Regions from separate parts of the Hordeum vulgare genome. Here region 2 is linked to region 1. The links are chromatin contacts, called in public Hi-C maps. All regions are on one chromosome and are shown on one strand. The core of a region is the stretch at or near the end of the contact, and the rest is flanking DNA. Distances in the headings are between cores, read along the strand shown. Region 1 has its middle 25 kb from the start of LOC123412607. Region 2 holds the start of LOC123411306 (cytokinin dehydrogenase 11).

Region 1 (5,861 bases), core at 3,166-5,665:
AAAATAAATATATCTATATTCTAAACTATGTCTATATACATCCGTATGTAGTCTCTTGATGAAAACTCTAAAAAGGCATATATTTAATAAGGGAGTAGTAGAGTACATTACTTCTCAGCCCTGGATCGGCAGAGCATCTGGGAATCTTTGCTTTATTGACGTTTAGTTGCGGCCTCAAAAGCGGTGGCTGCACTCAAAAGGAAAGCCAGCAAAGCAGCAGCCATGCCTACACCCCATTGCATGCATAGAGCATAACCTGGGAATCCCCCGTGGCCTTTTCTCGCTTTGTGCCTCGCTTTACTTTGCATGCATACATACTCGCTCGCATAGTAGTATTGCATTGCATTGCATTGCATGTAGGGTTACCCAGTAAGTAGTAAGTACTTTGATCCTGCCGATCGAAGCTGGCAGTCACAGGGTGCACTGCCCGTCCGCAGTTAAAGCCGTCGATCCGCTAGCTGCAGCTCACTGTGGAGATCAGTCCGTGAGTCAGTGCCGCTGCCGTTGATCGTACGTACGTACTACTACTACTTATTAATGTATGTACGCCTTTGAACAATCTGACCGACCTGGTACCCCTAGATCTCGCATATATCTGCAATCCTGCTTGCATGGCGACACCCCGCAGAATCTACTCCTCTTAAAGTGCGCTCCTTTATTAACTAAAGTATACTACCACTCGTACACCAGCAATCCGTTCCATGTCACCCAGTAAAGTTTCGGTGGCATGCATGCATGCATGCATGGCGAATCTCCTCGGAAGGCTGGCCGGACGGGAACGAGCGAGCGAGAGAGAGAGAGAGAGAGATACGACGGTGGAAAGCTAGGGCAGAGAACATGCATGGAGATGGAGGTTTTTGTTTTGACGAAAGTTGGATGTGGAAAGAAGATGGCTTGATTTACTACTGCTCCCCTAAACAAACCAATCATCCTGGGGACTCGCACAGAATCAACCAAATGGGACCTGATTAAGTAATGCAAACCTCGTGCGATCCACGCAGGAGGAAGGATACGGTCTCGCTCGCTCCACATAAAGCCGACGCACTGTGCACTGGCTTTCTGCAAGATTCTGCCTAGGCCAATCCCCTTTACGTACGTCCCCTACTGGGTTATTACTATTATCTTAGCAGCACCGTGATTCTGCCTAAGCCAATACCTTTCGAGATTTCTTCCCTAGTTATCTCGGCATGCGCCCAATGGCAATGGTGGCGCCATCGTCTTTCTCTCTATCTCCATCTCCTTGTCTCTTTTCGTTGGCAAAGTCACCTTACAGAAAGCAAAGGGGCAGCCTAAGCCTTGGGAACCTTGCGTGCGTGAGTGAGTGCATGGCAATATGGCCTCGGCATGGCGGGGCATGCAGTGCAGGAGCCGAGATAGATCCGCCTCGTGGCAAGAGCAGCCAAGCCAAGTGTTGGTCCAGCCCATGCATGCATGCATGCTAACATGATAAACAAGTAAAAGAATTACGTTGCCACAGCTCCTTTTAAACACTTGTAGGATACTGTTGCACTTGCACTGCAGTGTGTGTGTGTCGTTGGGAAGTGAAGCCATGTATGGGGCTATAGGATAGCTGCGGCCATGGGAACCAGCTGAGAGAGAATCCAATGCACAGGGTTTTGTTCCTTTTTTGCAGCAATCCTGCCTGGTCTTGGTCTGGTCACCCCTCCTTTTGAGGAGAGGATCTCCTCTGTTTGGACCTGCTCGCACTTCTTTTGAATCCTATGCCTGCATGCATACGCAGCATCGCAATCTGCCCTCCACGCTTGGTAGAACTGCTCCTGGTGAAAGTGTGCCTTCGTGATGTGGTCCAAATATTCCCGTAGCTACTTGGTAGGAGTATGTATGCATTGTTCACAAAGTTTTGAATAGTAGGCTATGTCGACGAAGTGAGGGGTTTTGGTGCTCGGGCTACATGAAGCCTTTTTTTCAAACATTCAAAAATAACATTTCAAAGTTTCAAAAAATTCTGAAAACAATTCCACATTGACATGTGGATGTATACTACACGTGTGTAAAATTTCAGAAGAAAATACATTGATTTGTGACCTGCACAAAAAAGTGAAAGTTGTTGGTTTTTTATTGTGAACAGTGCACATACTGTCCATTGTTTCCAACGTCAGCAATTTGCCTTTTTTGTGTAGCTCTCATGTCAATGTATTTTATCATGAAAATTTGTGGGTATGAATTATATATCCATGTGATACTGTGGATTTTTTCTGAGCATATTTTGAAGCATTGGAACTTTTGTTTGGATTTTTTTATAAAAACGAGCTCCATGTAGCTCGAGCTCCAAAAGGAATTTCTGATATCGACACCACTATAGCACTTTTAACACGGTCTCATCGAAGGGTATCTATGTACTACTCCCTCTGTCCCGAACTATTTGTCACGAAAATGGATGTATCTAGACGTATTTTTGGTTTTCATACATCCATTTTCACGACAAGTAATTCAGTATGGTGGGAGTACAATTTAGGGATTTTAACGGGATATAGCGTGATTTAATGGCTCTATATATAGTAACAATTAGTTCATTTCATGGCTGTCGCTATTTGCCGTAGTTCACTATTTTAGACTTTGATTGGTCAACTTCACTTCTCAACCAGAAAGTCCTCCATACTAGATGTGACCTATTGAAATCTTAGGCAGAGTTCAGACATTGCAGTTTCCAAAAAATAATCATTGTTATAAAGAATGCAAATGGAACCCAGATGTAACTGTGGACATATGTTTGTATGACTTCAATATGTTTGTAATATGGACATACATTAGTTTTTCAGTCCTTAGTGTCGAGGAAATGTAATTCATTGACTAGCGGATTGGTGTGGAATGTTAGCTTGCAAGAATTTATCCAAGCACGTCTTACTGCCAGTTGTCCCTGCACGAAAGTTCATGAACTATTTTTGTGTGTCATTTTATTTTATTTTGTGAGTTGGTATGTACTCTCGTTTATATATAGCATTCTCTACCCCCATGTTATTTTAGTTTCTATTGAAAACCCTAGAATTGATCATAACCTCCACCCATAACTGAACTAGTGTTTAGCACAAACGGTCAAACAAAGATCAGGATCAAAGTATATGATTTTACATTTACCAATTTAGTTGGAGCAAGTGCTATAGTTGAGGTTTCATGATCGAACTCTTCCTGGTTTGGAAAGTAATTGAAAGACTATTGGGCCACATACCTGCGCCATGATTCGGAAACTTGGTTTTGCACATCCGGCACTCACTTCCTGTTCTCTTTAAGTCTTGTGTAGCAAAATTTAACAACTTACGCATAAATCAACTAGCCCACCGTTCTAAGTTTAGAAAAAACATTTAAACAAAGATCGAAATCATAGCACTGTTTTCAATTTCAGTGCTATTTCCTTGAAACTCACTGAATTTTAGTAGGCTCTGAAATATCTTTCGGCAAAAAAACACTTCAGCAAATTCAGTAGTACATTGGAATACACATATTTTTTAATATATTTAAAGATTCTCAAATATTTGGTTAAATTCAAGTGAATGTTTCGGTTTTTGGCCGAAATGCAATGAAATTCACTGAATTTTGGTGATTTCGGTTGCTACTAAAATTCTTGTAGAACTGAAATTCAAAACCTTAAACCAGAGTACATGGTTTTGCATTTGACGGTTTAGTGGGAACAAACGCTAGAGTTGAGGATTCATGATGAACCTCTTCCTCTACCTTTCACGGAGAAAGCTCAGTGTGGTGAATCATGAACCAAATTGGAACCCACACGTCTAATCCGTCTGTCCACGATGAGTAGCACATCTGCTTTCCACGTCCCACTAATGAGCTAGCTAAGTTAGCCCATGGACAAAACGACAAGGCGCTTTGATATTCTCATGAAAACGAAAAAAGTTTTCTTGCAAAAATCCTGAGACTATTTCCCGGATATTGCCGCTGCCAGAATTATTCTTTATGCAATGCCCAAGCGCACTAGAGCAGTGGTCAACTCAAGAAAAAGAGGACCTCTGCCCCCCTTCACGTAGGACTGTAGGTGCCAAATTATGCGTGGCCTTAGTGGTCTTGTCCTAAGTCAACTTGTGCGTGTTCGTGTCATACTACTGGGCATATATGCATGCATGATTCTTGCATGATTACATTGTCATTGCTAAAAAGGTGGCTAGTCCTAGGTGATGAGTAGAAGCAAACAGGGTCACAAATTTCCACCAGAAGATGTGGCACTTTTTATTACAAAGAAATGGTATTTGAGGCGCTTTTAAATTTTATTTTGTGTTGGAAAAAACATGTGCACCAATTATGAGTGACACTATAGGAGAAAAACAGAATAAAAATGGGGAGGGAAGTCATGATCAATCTCCCTTTTGTCCCTGTCACTGAACTCAGGGCTCTCAAGGTGAGACTAATCTTTGTAGGGGCCAAGGCAATGCTTCCATGCTTATCGATCGAACGAGTGTTAACAGTTGATTGATGTGATGGAGGTAGAACTGCTACTAGTGAAAGTGTACCTTTGTGATCATGTGGTCCAAATATTCCCACTAGCTACTCGGTTCACATGCCAGGTAGTAAAAAAATTCCTCGACAACTTTGTGCTAGTTGCTACTAGGGGGGATGAAAACCCTTTCAAATCCTGAAGAAAACGACCTAACTATAATTAACCTGGAGTTGATAATTTGGTGTTTTATAGTAATACTTTATGTGCATGTCAGGCTAATCTCCTTTTGATGTTATCCATAACCGTTGTTTAAGAGGATCGAATTAGTATCTATATCTTGTGGTCAAGAGGCGATGGTTCAACAATCTTTCTTTTAACCCCATGAGAGGGATAGCAGATGTTGTGTCCGCATGTGTTCAAATGTTCTCTAGAGAGCAGAGATTGATAGATGGTAGCTTCATGCTGAAGCTCTCTCCCAGCAACTGAAGGACTGCACGCACGACACGTACGCATGCAGCCTTGGCCATTGCACCGCCATCAGATGAGAACCTAACAGAGTTGCCAATGTGAGGACATGCACCAAACAGATTCCCACCAAACACGCGATAAGAAAGAAGGGAAGGAAAGGGCCAGAACTGGTACAAAAAGATCTATGCTTGGTGATTTCGCAACTGGCTCTTCTCCGTGATCTGTGTCGTTTTGTGGCGAGAGGGGTATCGGGCCAGTACTCCCTCATTCCTAAAATATAAGCGCATCTACAGCCTCAACTTGCAAATTCAGTCCCTCAAATGTTAGGGGACGAGCCAGCGGACAATGACAGGTCGCGTCTTAGATAATGCATTCTATGACTGAACACCTTAAATTAGAAACCTCAAATCCATATTATTACATCCAACATAAACCTAATACTAAACGGAGCTCGTCCGACTATGTTGTGTTCATGTCCGGCGGCCGGCTGCGCTCCTTGGAGTGTTGGTACGGTCACGGGCGAGGTAGAGTAGGACATGGGACACTAGCCGGCTTACGGAAGTCCAGCTCCTGCGGTCTCTCATGCTCTATTGTTCCTCGTCGGAGCCCGTGACCCGGACGGTGTCGATGGACGTCAGGTCGATGATGTCGACCACGCCGCCGTTGCGGCGCCCGCACCCGTGCATTATACGGGGTGCGTGAGAGCGCGACTCCACATCTCCAACGTCCACCGCCGCTAGGGACCATGCCGCCTCCCGCACCCGCTGCCTCGCACGACGGGCACACCTCGCCATGTTAGCGTGTGAGGACGCCCAAGGTGCATCTCGGCATGCCAACAGAAGTGGTGCCCGTCCTCCTAGGTGTTCGAACGCCAGACAGACCACACCGCCTCCGGTGAGGCATCGGCTGAGCCGACGCAAATGGATTCCAAACGTTGCGAGTCCCCGCACAGCCGAAGGGAGGCCGCCTCCCGGGAGCGGCGGAGCGC
Region 2 (5,653 bases), core at 2,470-4,969, 120 kb after region 1:
AATATCTGAATAGATGCAAGGAGGACCAGAGAATAAGAATCATGATGTGTATGCGTAAGTTTCAGAGGGATTTCCATCCTTCCTTTTTTGATGTGCCTACTTCCTTTTTTTTGTTTTTTTGATGTGGCTTGGGGGAGGGAAATGGCCACGAAGATAAAGAACGCGGAATGACGAGGTGGGAAATTTCCGAGGAATAACAAAAGATGCTTGGACAGACAGTGACAAAAAAACGTCTTACATTTGTTTACATAGAAAAGTAATTTGCAAGAGAGAACAAGAGTTCATGCTTTGATGCATGCATGCTTCCATGAACAAATTACTTAGTTAGTTAGCTGAATTGCTAATTAGGGGACGGGGCCTGTTAGCTGCTGCCTGACGGAAGCGAAGCGACGAAAAGAAGGCGACATGTTTGGTTTTCTTTGCAACCCCTTCCCTACTACAGTCCCTTACAGCATCCATGGAGCCCCTTTTGTCCCCCCAATGTGCGTGCCTAATGAATAATGACCCTATAATCATCATCATCATCTTCTTATGTTGTGGATGGATCGAGATCTTGATGACCATCATGGCTTGGCCGGCAACCACGTTTAGCTATGAGCTATGATCGGTCGAGGCGGGAGGAGGAAGGGGTCCTGGCGAAGATCTTCTGGCCCGGGGCGAGGATCGCGAGCGGGTCGTAGCGGGCCTTGCGGTCGAGGAAGCGGGCCCAGTTGGGGCCGAAGTGGCGCGCCCAGTCGGCCTCGGCGCGGTAGTGCGGGAAGTAGGTCTTGAAGTCGTAGCCGTTGCGGCGGCAGGCGTCGACGATGGCCCCGTTCTGCGCCACCAGCTCCTCCGCCGCCGCCGCGCCGCCGCCCGGGCAGAACCGCAGCAGCGCCACCAGGTAGAACACCTCGCCCTCCGGCAGCGCCACCGACGTGTTCGGGTCCCACCTGCAGCACGACGCGTCAAGGCACGACACGACAAAGGAAGAGAGAGCTAGCTTATCGTAAACAATGGCGCCGGTGCGTGCACTGCACTGCAGTGCATGGCCTGTGGCTGAGTGCGACGTGCATGGCGATAACAATCAATAGTTTTATCAATCATAGGACCTGAGCTGGTGGCCGCCGATGCGCGGTCTGCCAGGGCTAAATCCGAAACGGAACGGGATCGGCGGAGGGACTGGGACGGAGCCCGGCCAGCCGTCTTATTATAGAGAGAATTCCTTATTTGGCCCTTTCTTAAATTCTTCTTCCCTATTTGGCCCTAAATATTATTTTTTTCCCTATTTGACATCTAAACTTCATTTCCTTCCTAATATGGCCCTGTAGTGCAATCTGAACACTAACGGTGTTAAATGTGGTTGTAAAATGACTCTTTTGCCCTTGATGAATTGTGGGAACAAAAGTTACTCTCTAGTGTGTGTGACATATTTAAGCCAATAAAAACGTACCAGTAGCTCCATAATAACCGTTGAAAGCATCCAAAATGGAGCTACTGGTACGTTTTTATTGGCTTAAATATGTCACACACACTAGAGAGTAACTTTTGTTCCCACAATTCATCAAGGGCAAAAGAGTCATTTTACAACCACATTTAACACCGTTAGTGTTCAGATTGCACTATAGGGCCATATTAGGAAGGAAATGAAGTTTAGATGTCAAATAGGGAAAAAAATAATATTTAGGGCCAAATAGGGAAGAAGAATTTAAGAAAGGGCCAAATAAGGAATTCTCTCCTTATTATAATCGCTGCCGTCTGCTCGCCGCTCACATGCGCGTGCGTGCAAAATGGCATGCCACCGGGCGGCGCACGGAGGCGGTCCAAGAAGAGGAGAGGAGAGGAGAGGTGGTGCGTCATCGGTTGTGTTTGTACGAGTAGTACTCACTTGCTCTTGAGCATGGGGTAGATGAGCATGGGCCCGTCGATGCCGTCGGCGAGCATGCCGGCGAGCACGGCGCGGTCGAAGTCGGCGATGTCGCGCGCGGAGACGAAGAGGTTGAGCCACGGGTGCGGCGCGTCCCAGCTGCCGCTCCGGCGCGCCTCCTCCTCCACCCGGTTCACGCGCGACAGGAACTCCACGTACCCGACGTCCGCCGCGTACTCCAGCCCCCGCACGTACTTGAGCCGCCGCATCATCTCCCCCATCCTCTGCACACACACACACACACACACACAAACAAACATGAGCACGGGCATGCGAATCAATATCTCAATGGGTCTGGCAGCAGAGCAGAGCATACGACGACGACGACGGACGCTATCGTGTCACGTCGTCACATGCCGGCCTAGCGCGTTAGCTGAGCTGTGCCATGGGGACAAAGGAGACGTGAGTGAGGCGAGGTGGGGCTCGGCCCGCATTGTACGCACGCGAGCGAGATCGACCGGTGTACGTGGGCGTGGGTGGGGTGGGGGCCGTGGTGAGCTTGGCGGCATGCGCGGTTGGGGGCAGAGAATCCAGCGGAGGGTGGAGGACGACGACATCCCCGCACGCAAGTACAGCGCCCGTCCGAGGCCTACCTCGTCCACGTCGTCCGGCTGCTGCTGCTGGTGCTGGTACAGGGCCACCTCCAGGCAGTAGAGCAGCGGGCCGGGCTCGCCGGCGGGGAGCAGCGACGGGTCGAAGCGCGCGCCGGCGGGGATGGGCACCGACGGCCAGCCGTTCACCGGGTCGTCGCTGCGCACGAACGCGAACCCCTCCACGTAGTCGAACGCCGACTCCGACGGCCGCGTCACCAGCCACTCCGCGTCCGCCGCGTACTCCGCGAAGCTCGCGTACACCACGCGCGCCCACCTCACCTGCAGTCACCCGGTTAGCGTGCACCGTTGGACGATGACGGTGAGGATGAGGATGAGGAGTGGTGGGAGGTAGTACCGTCCGTGGCGCCGGGGAGAGCGGGATGCGGGCGCGGGTGATAACGCCGAACTGGCCGAGGCCGCCGAGGACGGCGAAGAAGAGGTCGGGGTGGGAGGAGGGGGAGCAGACGCGGCACTCGCCTTCGCCGGTCACCACCTCCAGCTCCACCACGTTGGACACCTGCGGGCCGTACCGGAAGGACTGCCCGCTCACGCCGCCGTTGGAGAGCGTGCCGCCGACGGTGAGCCGGAGGTAGTCCGTCCAGGAGGCGGGGGCGAGGCCGTGGTTCGAGACGGCCCAGTGGAGGACCTCCTCCCAGAGCGCGCCGCCGGGGACGTCGGCGAAGGCCGCCCCACCGCCTCCAGGCGACACGAGCTTCATCTGCAGGCGCCGGGCGCGCATGTCGAGGACGAGGCCGCCGTCGGACATGGCCTGGCCGGCCACCGAGTGGCCGTTGCCGCGGGCGGCCACGGTCAGGTGCGTCGTGCGCGCGGCCGCGCGGATGGCGCTGGCCACGTCGTCGGCGCTGGCCGGCCGGACGACGGCCGCGGGGCGCGCGCTCACGAGGCCGCCGAAGTCCTTCGCCGCCGCGCACTCGGCCGCGTCGGCGGTGACCACGGTCAGCTCGAGAGCGTCCCGCTCTGTGGCGGCGGCGGCGGCGCGGTCCATGTACGCGAGCATCATCTTGGGCAAGCAGCTTCTCTTCTCGCTGTGTCTGTGATGAGTTTGTGTAGCTGAGCTGAGGAGAGCAGAGCAGAGCAGAGCTCTCTGTTTTGTGATGTCACTCGCGCTCTGTCTCCGGCTGTGTTGCGGTCGTGTGGGTCGAGGGGTTTATATCGAGAGGACACGCGGACGTCGATAGCCATCACACACCTTTCAGAGCAAGAAATTCTAGTTAAGTTGGAAGTTTGAACTTAAACGCTGGAGTAGTATCGATTACTCACTCCGTTCCTAAGTCCTTTTAGAGATTTCACTAACGGATTACGAAGCAAAATGAATGAATATATGGTTTAAAACATGTCTATATACATCCGTATATAATCCCTTAATAAAACATCTAGAAAGACTTATATTTAAGAACGAGGGAGTAGTTAGGAGCGGTACTTTTCTTTGTACACATGCATTATGTAGCTATCTTTCCCCCTCCCATACTGGTACGTACGACATCAAAGTTCAAAGGGCTAAATATATCAGCAAAACGGAAAAAAGAAATACAGCCCACCATTGATGTGAGACAAGGAGTTGGACTTGGCATTAGCAGCGGTACGCACGACACTATTTATGCACTGGCAAAGGCGGCGACGCATATCAGCTGGAGTATTAGGTTTCTCTCTTTTGCTTGTTTTCAATCAACGATCTGAAAAACTACTTGGTGCCGCCACCGACCTTCTAGTATAATCTCTTCATCTGTTAAGAAGAAAGGGCCTTCATCCACCGTCCCAGAGACTCCGACAGCCAGACTCACAATCATGTTGATCCATAGGCCTGCGGCACGACGTATTTCGGCCAGCCACACCCACATGGATATATCTGAGCAATCAAACTTGAAAAAGATCATTTTTCTAACACTAGATTAATATCTGCCTTAGAATTTAATTGTAGGAGTATATATACTAAAAGGTAATTAGAATTTCTTTGTTTGTCCAATTTCATTCGTGTAGGCATGAAGATAAAGAGAACTCAATCAATGTGTACTTTTTTCAAGCCAATTGGTTCAGGCAGTCATCCATGTGAACGTGACGCTAATACAAATAATGTGCAACCTAGCGAAGAGAATCACCCTAGTCATGTTGAAGATGATGCTCAAACTAGTCAAGATGTGCGAGAAGTTACAAAAGAAGCAACAGTTATAACCACAAAATACGATCGAGATCGAGGGAGACTCCCTCAAATTTGGCAACTCTCTCCGAAAAAAGCAAGATGATGCTAGGCGTTTTTATGTATTTGAGGGGGCCTATCAACCAACATTGAGAAATTTTTGAATATAGTGAAACAAGTTGTTTGTCGGCGATTCCAAAAAGATTGATACACAAACTTTTGATGGTTGAAATATTAAACTGATACAAAATGTGCCTATTGCTTACCATGTTTTCTCTTTTTCAAGAAACCGGTTGGGAAGTGTGGTTCAGACACATTTATTGTCAAAGGATTTGATAAATGGAAGAAGGTTAACAATAAAAAAAAGAATGTGCTTTTCTCAAACATATGGGCACTACTCCCAGCTCGGCTCACAATTTTACAGTTCGGTGTTATAAAACCTGAAAAGGAATCCAACTCATATTGACACAGTGATTAAAAATCAAACTAAAAAAATGGTTCTTGATCCAAGGTTGAGGCTTAAAACTTCTATTGATGCCATGAGGTAAGCAATAAACATTTAATTTAAAACAATTTTCTTAATACATTGTATCTATTAATTATTTTGTATTGATTGCATTAGGTGGTTAGTGTTTCAAGCATGTCCGTTTAGAGGCAATGATGAATCTGAGGATTTCAAGAATCAAGGTAACTTTAAGAAAATGATTAAGCTTTTGACTTATTATAATAAGGATGTACAGGTAGTACAAAATGATACTAAAATGCAAAGTACACCTCATCAACTATTCAGAAGGAAATTGTTGGTATAATTTCACGAAAAGTGCAAACCAGAATTAAAGAAGAAATGGGTAATAGCAAATTTGCAATATTGGTTGATAAATGTCGGGATGGATCTAAAAAAGAGCTGATGGGAGTAGTTCTTCGGTTTGTGAAAATAGAAGGATTGATAAGGGAGCGTTTTCTTGATCTTATTCATGTGAATGACACTTGTGCTTTGACTCT

The links. Hi-C and Micro-C count contacts between places; a contact is called where the count stands out from the background.
Region 2: a Hi-C map of leaf shows a contact between it and region 1, with 5 times the contacts expected there. The contact joins the promoter of LOC123411306 here to the enhancer-like site in region 1. A contact is called at or near these places in 5 of 6 Hi-C or Micro-C datasets (leaf, seedling and an unstated tissue).

Annotation. Positions count from the first base shown.
Region 1 is chr7H:619,875,021-619,880,881 of MorexV3_pseudomolecules_assembly, forward strand. No RefSeq gene overlaps it. Among protein-coding and RNA genes, the nearest start is that of LOC123412607, 25 kb to the left of the region's middle. Within about 2 kb of position 4,416, at least 1 of the 3 cell types and tissues checked has open chromatin away from gene starts, as enhancers often do. A contact at or near this core is called in leaf, where this site is marked.
Region 2 is chr7H:619,994,580-620,000,232 of MorexV3_pseudomolecules_assembly, forward strand. LOC123411306 (cytokinin dehydrogenase 11) reads right to left here and starts at 3,720. Exons shown (of 4, transcript XM_045104239.1): 1 at 2,852-3,720; 2 at 2,497-2,775; 3 at 1,865-2,127; 4 at 220-929. The coding sequence starts at 3,517. The coding sequence ends at 599.